2 separate regions of the Siniperca chuatsi genome follow, and region 1 is linked to region 2. The links are chromatin contacts, called in public Hi-C maps. All regions are on one chromosome and are shown on one strand. The core of a region is the stretch at or near the end of the contact, and the rest is flanking DNA. Distances in the headings are between cores, read along the strand shown. Region 1 holds the start of LOC122870974 (protein PHTF2-like). Region 2 overlaps LOC122870974 (protein PHTF2-like).

Region 1 (4,769 bases), core at 1,246-3,745, 33 kb after region 2:
TGCTCACGCTATTACGGCTGTATTTTTATGAATTATATCGCTGCCCTACAGCTGTAACATTAGATGATATGGCAGTCTAGTGTGTGATGTAACTACATTGCAGCTGATGATGTAACCAGCTCTGCGGGAAGATTCAAGCTGCAGAACAACGTCGTCTGAGAGCTCCTCAAAGAGACAGACAGAGAGAGAGAGAGAATATAAGTAAAAGAGAGAACAAACAATACAAAGGAACACGCTGGTCAGACAATAGACAGCAGTCTGGGTCTGTGGATGCTACCGTTACACACACACACACACAAAATCAGGCAGTCAGTCAACAACTACAATTCACTTTGTGCAAATGCACATATATGCAAATAAACTCGCACACACACGAACTGCTGCACAGTTATGTTGACTGACAAGTACTACTGGCCTGACTGACTGCTCGATCAATCAATGTCTTAAAGTGACTTCATGATTGTGATTTCATTGCTTGCTCAAAAGGCACCTCAACCTCACCTCTTCCTATACCTGACTGAAAACTGTCTCTAATCTCACTGACAATCCTTTGTTAATGGGTTTAACTGCAGTGTCAGCCTGTAGTTTTTTTGTTACTGTGGTACGCGTTATAGGTCTCTCTGAATAAAAGCATCGCGAGAGGTAAAACTGTGAATGTGACTGCAGATGGGACTACGTCAGTAACTGTAATGGATTCACAAAGCAAACAGCCGGAATCAAATTAGAGGTTTGCTTCATTGTTACATGGCAGTGATACTCCAGGTGTTTGATTTTTAGAAAAATTAAAAAAATACGGAATTCTACATCACACAGTGCTGCCATACACTGTATACCTGACTACCTGCAGGTGAAACAAACTTGTGAGATTATTGGCTACAGTCCAAACACAGTCATGTCTAACAGCTGCAAGAGTTATTGCAGTTATTTCTGCTGGTGTCATTGTTGTATTTACTACTCAAATACAGGCTGATCTGTTCCACTTCTTCAGCCTGTACGGACAAGAAATCTATATTTTATGTACAAACTACAGGTTGACAGAATGTATAAAGATGTTAAAAAGGTTTATTTGACTGTCCTAGCTGTATGTTAACGTGCTGGATTGGTACAGGACTCTGCCAGAGTTGTGCAGAAGGTCAATTTACAGGTCAAATTATGATTGCAGTGGAAAATCTGGGCGAGTGATGACAGCGTTAGTCAGACACTGGAACAGACAGTCTGGCTGGATGGCAAACCATGTTGGATAATCAGATGGCTTGCCAAACTGTGAACCTGACCGCCTGCGACAGTTTCTACTCCAGGGACACAAGACAGGTAGAGAAAACCAACACCGGTTACAGAATAGAATACAACAGATGAGATATGAATGTATATTCAGAAAGAGTAGAGAAGAGTACAGAGTAATTTCACTGCTTCCAGCCTCTGAAATGCCTAACATGTGTTGGTTTGGCTTATATGAGTCTAAAATGGATTTTGTTGTGTGGTTGCACAAAACAAGCAATTTAAATGTGTCACATTTGGCATTTTCACTATTTCCTAACATTTTACAGATGAAACGAATAATCGAAAAAAAAAAATCGGCCGACAGATTAATCGGTAATGCAGGCCCCCCCCCAGGAAATATTTTAGCCGAGGTGGTAAGGCACCCGGATCCTGACACAGGTCTGCGGGAAGATAAGCGATCTGATAAAAGACATCTTCCAGCGATGCAATGTTTTCCACTGTTTATAAAACAGCCACCTCAGATGATTACATAGAAAAAACCCAGGAAATGTTTATAGCTTTGGTCTTATTTCCCGGTCAATTTAATTAGTACATGACAAGGCTAACGTTACAGTCGTGAAGAACACTATAGCAAAATCGTACACAGTTAACGTTAGTGTGTGCTTTCTCTCCATAAAAGCACCTATGCAGCCGTGTAAACCAGTTTAAAGGCAGTTAATCTTGCAGCTAGCCTCCATTTAGATGCAGCTACGGTGTTTTTAGACAGTCTTCACACAACCTGTATCCTCCTCCACATTTCTGGTGCTAGCTCATGTCATGCTACATAGTTAGCTAAGCTACCACCGGCAGGCACAAAGAGCCCACACAGCTGACCCTAATACTGAAATCCTGATCACTGCTGTCTAAACATACCGTGCAACCGCTCAGTCTTACCTCCTTGACAGCGACGGCTGCTCCGAGTCCCCACGCAGAGCCAAACTGTGCTTTCTAAGCGTGATTTATGCAGCACTGAGCTAGCCAGACTTGTCCAGTTTGTAGAAGAGATGCTGAGCGTCTGCTCACCGATGTCTGAAGCAGTAGCTTTCCCTTTTCTGTCTCTCACTGTAAAAATACAACTTCAGCCCCTGCCCGTAAACCACCGTATACATGCGCCATTGCATTTTATGCCAAAAAAACGTCGCCGATGGTTAGTAAAGAGAAAATTAGAGGAGAGCGGGCTAACATATCACTCATATGGACAAATTAACCGAAAAGCAAAATAATTAAGACAGAACAATGTCGCCGTTTTATGTAGTGGCAAGGTAACTCGCATATAAACGCAACCACCGGGAGAAATAGAAAGAGTTTTACTTACCTCTAGTGGACGTTAAAACTCACTACAGGAAAAAACCTACAACGAGTTTGCGCTTTTGGAAGAACTTTACGGTTAGAACCCAGAATGATGGACGTTAAACAAACGTGACGTAGAAAAGCCAGGACCAATTGGCTTCCAGTACGGGCGGGACGAACACAGATAACGGACCTAAAATCCCTACGTCTGTTGTAGTTGACGGACACGTCTGTTGATAATTATGTGAATTATTATAAGAAACGTTATGGGTTTTGGTGTGTGCCATACGGAGAGACGAACATGCTCGCCACATCTAGAAATACACTGAAGTAAGTCAGACTTCGTCTTAAATAAAACACCAACCGGTTAGCTAAATGCTATTGGGCTGTGAAAAGCTAGCTGTCACTGTAACATGAGCTAACTAACATGAATGAAAAAAATACATTTAAAATAGATTCCAGCTAGTGTTAGTGACATGTTGTTTGACGTGGTTAACAATACCACGTTTTAAATAGCTATTAGCAGCTACTCCAACGTTGCTGTCTATTCTTACATGTCGGATTTCTTGCTAAAATACTCCATAGACTAAACATTCATCATAATTGTGAGTGTCTGATTGTTTCTAACCTTTTCTCTCTGTGTCCCATGGATGTATGGCCTGTCCAGCGTCTGTTTCCTCTTCTGATCTGTCTCCAGTCAGTGAGATGTCTCTGGCTCAGAGGGTTTTGTTGACCTGGGTCTTCACCCTGGTCTTCCTCATCATGCTAGTGCTCAAACTGGACGGGAAGGTAAAGGTTTTTTTTCTCTTGTTACTTGTCAGTCTCTTTTTGTAAGTCTCCCCTTTCTCTCAGCTCCTGTATATTGAGAATCTCATCAATTACACTGTCAGTCAAAAGTATTTGTTCACCCTGTATTTGAGTAGTTTTTACATAACTCAATCAAAATTGCCTAATTGTGAATTTACTTTAAATCCTTTGTGTTTACTTGCTGTATTTTATTTGTATGTGATCAATCCCATTTTACTCTCAGGATTCATAAAGTTCATCATTATTTTCTCACCCAAGCTAGGAATTGGTCCATAACACTGATAGAAATAACTGACAAAAGCCTTGAATATGTAACTGACAAAATCCCCTCCCTTTCCTCCCTCCAGGTGCAGTGGAACTGGTTCCTCATCTTCCTCCCGGTCTGGGTCTTTGATGGCATCCTCATCCTCATGCTTGCCATCAAGATGGCAGGCCGTTGCAAGCCTGGGTATGACCCACGCAACGGCTCCCCAGACCTGCGTCTGCGTGCCTGGTACCTGACGGCCATGCTGCTCAAGCTTGGCTTCTGCCTGACGCTGTGCGCCAAGCTGGAGAAGCTGGTGGACGTAAAGCTGACGTTTGTGTGCATACCACTGTGGACCATGTTACTGGGGGCGCTGGTGGAGCTGGGGATGAATATCTTCCCTGAAAGGAGAGAGGCCTAAGAGGGATTAAACGGCTGGTTCAAACCTCAACATGAATCATTGCACCAACAAAAAAATCGAACAGTTGTTGAGAATAGATTTGTGCTTGTATGACCGTGACTTTGTGAAATTGGAGCTTTTGTTTTGGCCTGATTATGTTTCCAGAGAGTTCTGAGGCTCAAGAAGGAATCAAATAATCATCTCAGACATTGGTATTCATCTAAAGAATAAGAGACTTAGTGTAAAAATAAAAATCATAGTGTGTTCAGACCTCAGTGGAGCATGCTGTAAGGGCTTCAACAGGGCAGGGACTCTGCTGTCCGTGCAACGGAAGAGCTGCTATTGAATCTGTCCAAATCCATTCATTTAAAATTTTCAAAATTAGCTGAAAAAATGGCTCTATTTTCTTTGCAAAAAAAAAACAAATGCCATAAGGGGATCAACTGTATATGTATAAGACTACTGTGAAGCCTTCACTGGAAGAAACATGAACGTCATTTAATGTTTCCTTTTTTTTTGAACTCAAGATGTTCAGTATTGTTTTCTAGTATTAATTTCACTGTACATAAGCTAGCACAGCTGCTCTTGTAAAGAACGCCACACAGGGAGGAAGTGAATGGTACTTGGTGACTCCACTTCTGCATAACATTACCTATCACTCTTGGTACCGAATCAGTAAATGTTGTTACATATGCTTTAGATATTGTGTGGCTGTATTTACGCTCAAACACTTTTGTCTTTTCATTCCTGAGTTGTGGAGAGTAGCTG
Region 2 (4,907 bases), core at 1,752-4,251:
GGAGAGATTTCCTTTAAGATAAACACGCCAATTTAGGGAACTCATCAATCAAACGACTTGTCTCCAAAAACAAAAACCCCTTTATAGGGATGAAAACGCCTCATTTTCTGCCTGGCATGTGGTAAGCATGTAATCTAGATACAATACAAAGGCTTTTTTTCAAGTGCTGGTTGAAATTCTTGCCCATACAAGATCCTTTGAAGTACAAACAGCAAAATTACAGTTTAGAAAGATTAAAATGATACTAAATTAAAGTCACAAAGCTGAGAAGAGAGTCTGATTGGTGCTGATGTTGACAGAAACTTGTGGAAAATATCTCCATGATAAACGTGCTTCTGTTTAGTTTGATTTTTAGTGAAAGAAGCAGACTGAGAACTTGGTCAAAAGTGAACAGTGAGGACAAATGCAATCCAGCAACAAAAGATGTATTCATTCATTTGTTTCCACAACTTTCTTTCTCCGTCTCGTGCTTGTTATTGCCATTGTTTATCTCTTTCAGTGTCTCCCTTTTTCCCCAGAGGGACTTTTTGGGTGCAGTGTCCTCTGATATTTTAATGGTTTGATTAATCTTTTCCTCACTCTCTCCTGCACCCATGTTGTCCCTCCTTTTCTTCGCTTCTCTAACCATAATCTCATTTTTATTGGCTCCTTTCCTCCCCCTCTTCCATAATGTCCTCATGTCCACCTTCCCTTCTTCTGCCCTTTGCTTTATCTCTCTTTCTGTATTATTTCCCCATTCTTTTCTGAATGGGGAACATGTACATAGTATTTCCCTCTTTTCTTTTCCCCGTTGTTACCTGCGTCTCTTTCCCCCGCTGCTGGAGGCAGGTTTCGGGGTCCTGGTGGAGACGATCTGACAGTGGACGGTGCCCAGCAGCAACATGAGCCATATGGCTCCAAACACCTCGGTGGTTGGTATCCCATGAGGCTGAGGGATGATCACATACAGGACTGCTGCCGCCACTGCCGGAGAGAGAGAAGCAATTAACACTAAACTCTGCAGCTTTGAGACCTCTTTTTTTTTTTTTACTTGACGAAGATCCAACTGGGATTTAAATAAATTTGTGGTTTCGAGTCAGTGTGCATTTGTTACCCTTTTCATTGATGTGGATTTCCAATAGTCTTGCACCTACATGGGATGTGTATATAACTACCATCCTTCTATGACAAAGAAAGTCAGATGTGTAACTAAGCAGCTGTTTGCTAACATGTTAGCCACAGCAAATTAACAAGGTAACAGTATCTCAGGTTTGCGTTTCAAAAATCACTTGATGAAACTTTAAGTTGCCTAGTGTTAAATCAAAGAGAAGATGTGTGTGTTTTTACGCAGTATGTGGGGGGAAGTGAGCAGGAAGGGCGGGGGGTTAGAGAGAGAGTCTGTTTTCGTCAGAGCTGAAAAGGGCATCATGATGTAGGGGGTGGAAAACACTGTTCAGTGGTCTTGAAAGTGTTTGTGCAGCAAGTGTGTGCTGCTCTGTGGGTGCAACCCGGGAGTTCTCAATGCTCACAAGATATTGTGGGCTGCATGTGTATTTTAAGAAAAACAGCAGAATAGACGCACAGTGTCAGCTGTTGGACATCTTGTTAAGTCAGTTATTGGTAGAAGATTTAAACATTCGCTGAGGATCAATTCAATTTTATTTATATAGACCAATTCATAACAGAAGTTATCTCATTGCACTTTTCCTATAGAGCAGGTCTAGACCGTACTCTTTATAATATTCAGCCTAGATACCAGATCAAATCAGTTAGACTATTAAAACTAGGGATTGTAGATATAAAATGAAATGAAGAGTGACTGTATGACCTATTTCTGATATTTAATAAACAGATTTTGGTGCATAGTCATAGAAATTTTATATTTCCACTACTACACTCACCTTGCAGCAGATAGAGAGCCAGCAGTAAGAGGTAAATGGCTCTGGAGGTGACCTGGATCCACCAGCGATAAAAGAACGGGAAGAAGACGACTCTGACGATGCCTTTCCTGGTCAGTGACGTCCACGGACTCTCTGGTTTGGCCTTGGCAAACGCCGAACCTGCGGAGGAAGAGAATAAATACACACTAAGTTTAACGAGGAGAACTAATTAAGCCAAATGACTGCAGTGAGCAGAAAAGCTCATCACTTAATACATCCTGGAGTCACATTAGAGCAGTGGGTTTATCTTTTAAGCTTCCTTCTCAGACTCCTCTTCCGCCCCTTCTATCTTTTTTGGTCTCTGCATTTCATCTCGTTTATCTACTCTCTTCCTCCGTTTCTTTCTTGATTATCTATCTGTCTTCCTGTGCAGTGAAATAACAATGAGGATAAATTGGAATGATCTGATGAATAATTGAAAATGTGATGAATATGAGACAGATAGGAAGAGATGGGAACGCTGATAGAGAGATGAAGACAGAAAGAGCGAGGGTTAACAGTGACAGGGGGTTGGCACAGCAACGCTGGCATCTTAGGTTCATGTGTGTGCGTTTTATGTGATGCCACTGAGCAGACGATGTTGTGTGTCTGATGGTTTTTAGCTTTAGCAGAAAGCCTGTCTGGTATCTAATCTAATTAGCTTAATGGAAAGGAAGTTTGCACTCACACACACACAAACTTTTTTCTCACCTCTAACCAAGTCCACGTCTATAAGGTCTGGTTTGACATGTCCTGTCTTCTTTGGCTTGTTCCTCAAGCCCTGCAGGGGGAGACAGAGAGACGTGGGGGGGGTCAATGTCAAAGACAAAGAAAGAAACAGAGATTAATATAAACATTAACACACACACACACACACACACACACGGAAACTCAACTACAGGTGGCTTCTCATGCACTTTATGCCTTCATAAACACACATACACACATTCAGTGTTTGAGGAGGCACACAGTGCATTCAGACTCACACAGCTACTGGCTCTATTCTCTATTTCACTGCACGTGCATCTACTCACATCCACTAGATTTAACTCAACATTTTCAGCCCAATCTGGAAAACAGACTTCTACACTTCTACACTACACTGATGCATTAAGTCAGTCTAAATGTTGCTACTTTGCATTCGTTAAAGAATTCAGAGGATAAAAACAGCAAAACATCCCTAAAGACCTTTCAGTCCTTGAAATCAGCTGCGTCATTTCAAAACAGTGTGTTATAGCCATCATTCATTCCAGAGGTTTACTGTTACAGCTTTAAAGTTGGTGCTTTGTGCAGTTTATGACCCTGGGAATAACACTCCCCTGTGGCACGCTGACTTCCTGTGCCACTTCCTGCTATGATGTATACACTTTTGTGTGTGTGTGTGTGTGTGTGTGTGTGTGTGTGTCTGTGCGCTCTGTCAGCTGTGAAAAACTGTACTGAAACTTTCTGTGCGACCATAAGTTCTGAAATGTGGTGCCTTTCTGTGTAAGTAACAACAGGAACAGTAAATACAAATGAACATTTAAAAGGGACAGATCACCCCAAAATCAAAATACATACATATTTTTCCTCTTACCAATACATATTTATGAGTTTTAGAGATATCAGCCATAGTGATGTCTGCCTTTTTGGAATATAATGGAACAAAACTAATAAAACTGCTCACAACAAAGTCTGTGGAGTATCTTGAGTAACCGGGTCATGATTTCTGGAGAGAGACATTGCTGTTGGGTGTTTCAATTATTTATTTATTTTTTTTACACTTTGAGCACCACAAGCTGAGTGCCATATTTTCCATTATATTCCAAAAAGGCAGACATGTCTACGGCCGATATCTCCAAAACTCATACAAAACAATCTAGATGGATAAATAGTGCTACATGTAAGAGGAAAAATATGTATTTTTTTTTATTTTGGGGTGAACTGTGAAGGTGTGTGTGTGGGGGGAGAGAGAGAGAGAGAGAGAGATATTCAGTACTTCAGTACAACAACAATGTCGAAGTCACACTATTGTGAGCAGCCTGAGAATAGTTTGGTCATGCCTGTGTTTACCCAGAGTCATTAATATGAAACCTCATTAAAACCATAGTGCTCTGTGTACATGTGAGCAGCTACACACACACACACACACACACACACACACACACTATTCAGTTTCCCATCCATGTGCATGTACAGGAGCTAAGAGGATTTTTAATGGAACAAAAAACATATTTTACACAAAGCACTTAGTTAATGATTGTGGAGTTGTGTCATGTTAAGCTGTACCTCTAAAATATTTGTATTCCAATATTTGGTATGTATCATTTTCGTGACTTCTATAACATGTTTGCAGCTATGTATCTGACGGGTCATATTGTAAGTGTTGCTGTATATTTTACTCTGACGTCAGCTAGATGTAATCAGTTTTGTGCCAATATACAGTACACCTTGTCTTTTGTTATGTTATTGTCATGTTTGTCTGATGAGGATGTGGTAGGGTTGAAACAGCGACTTTTTTGCAGCCCAAAAATGTTTTGGGAGCTTTAATCCAGCGTGCTGGATATCCATTTTTTCCCTATTTTTCTTAAAAAGGTCCCATTAAATGACAAATTAATGAATCTTTCCTCTGTTGTTACTGATCAGACTTATAGTCTTACAATATTTAGGCTAATTTCTTAGCCCAGTCTTGTCTTATGTAACATTTGAAAACTTTGGCTTCTTTAGTTAAATGATAAAAGGGATTTTGTAGAAAAACGTTTATATTTTTAGGAATCAGCACCCAAAATCAGTTATTGTATTGGCACAAGTATAGAAATTACCAGCCCTACTTCATTATCAGGTTTTCATTATCAGTAAACAAGGTCTTAAGTCCTTTCAGATCTTTGAAATACTGAACATTTCAAGGATGCGAGTCATTTTAACGGTAACACATAAAGCTGTCCACTTGAATCTGACTGGCTCATGCCAATATTTACATACCGGCCAAACAAGTTCAGTGCTATCAGTCAGTGGTCTGATAGAGTCTTA

The links. A called contact is a pair of places that touch in the nucleus more often than the background predicts.
Region 1: a contact with region 2 is called in a Hi-C map of liver, with 2.3 times the contacts expected there. The contact joins the promoter of LOC122870974 here to the enhancer-like site in region 2. A contact is called at or near these places in 2 of 3 Hi-C or Micro-C datasets (liver and skeletal muscle).

Annotation. Positions count from the first base shown.
Region 1 is chrLG23:11,366,662-11,371,430 of ASM2008510v1, forward strand. LOC122870974 (protein PHTF2-like) reads right to left here and starts at 2,496. Exons shown (of 21, transcript XM_044185438.1): 1 at 2,155-2,496. It overlaps LOC122870976 (transmembrane protein 60-like), which reads left to right and starts at 2,694. Exons shown (of 3, transcript XM_044185443.1): 1 at 2,694-2,880; 2 at 3,218-3,339; 3 at 3,705-4,769. The coding sequence starts at 3,256. The coding sequence ends at 4,022.
Region 2 is chrLG23:11,332,695-11,337,601 of ASM2008510v1, forward strand. LOC122870974 (protein PHTF2-like) reads right to left here. Exons shown (of 21, transcript XM_044185438.1): 5 at 2,610-2,679; 6 at 1,881-2,039; 7 at 798-963. Among protein-coding and RNA genes, the nearest start is that of LOC122870977, 8.1 kb to the left of the region's middle. Within about 2 kb of position 3,002, the one cell type or tissue checked has an H3K27ac peak away from gene starts, as active enhancers do. A contact at or near this core is called in liver, where this site is marked.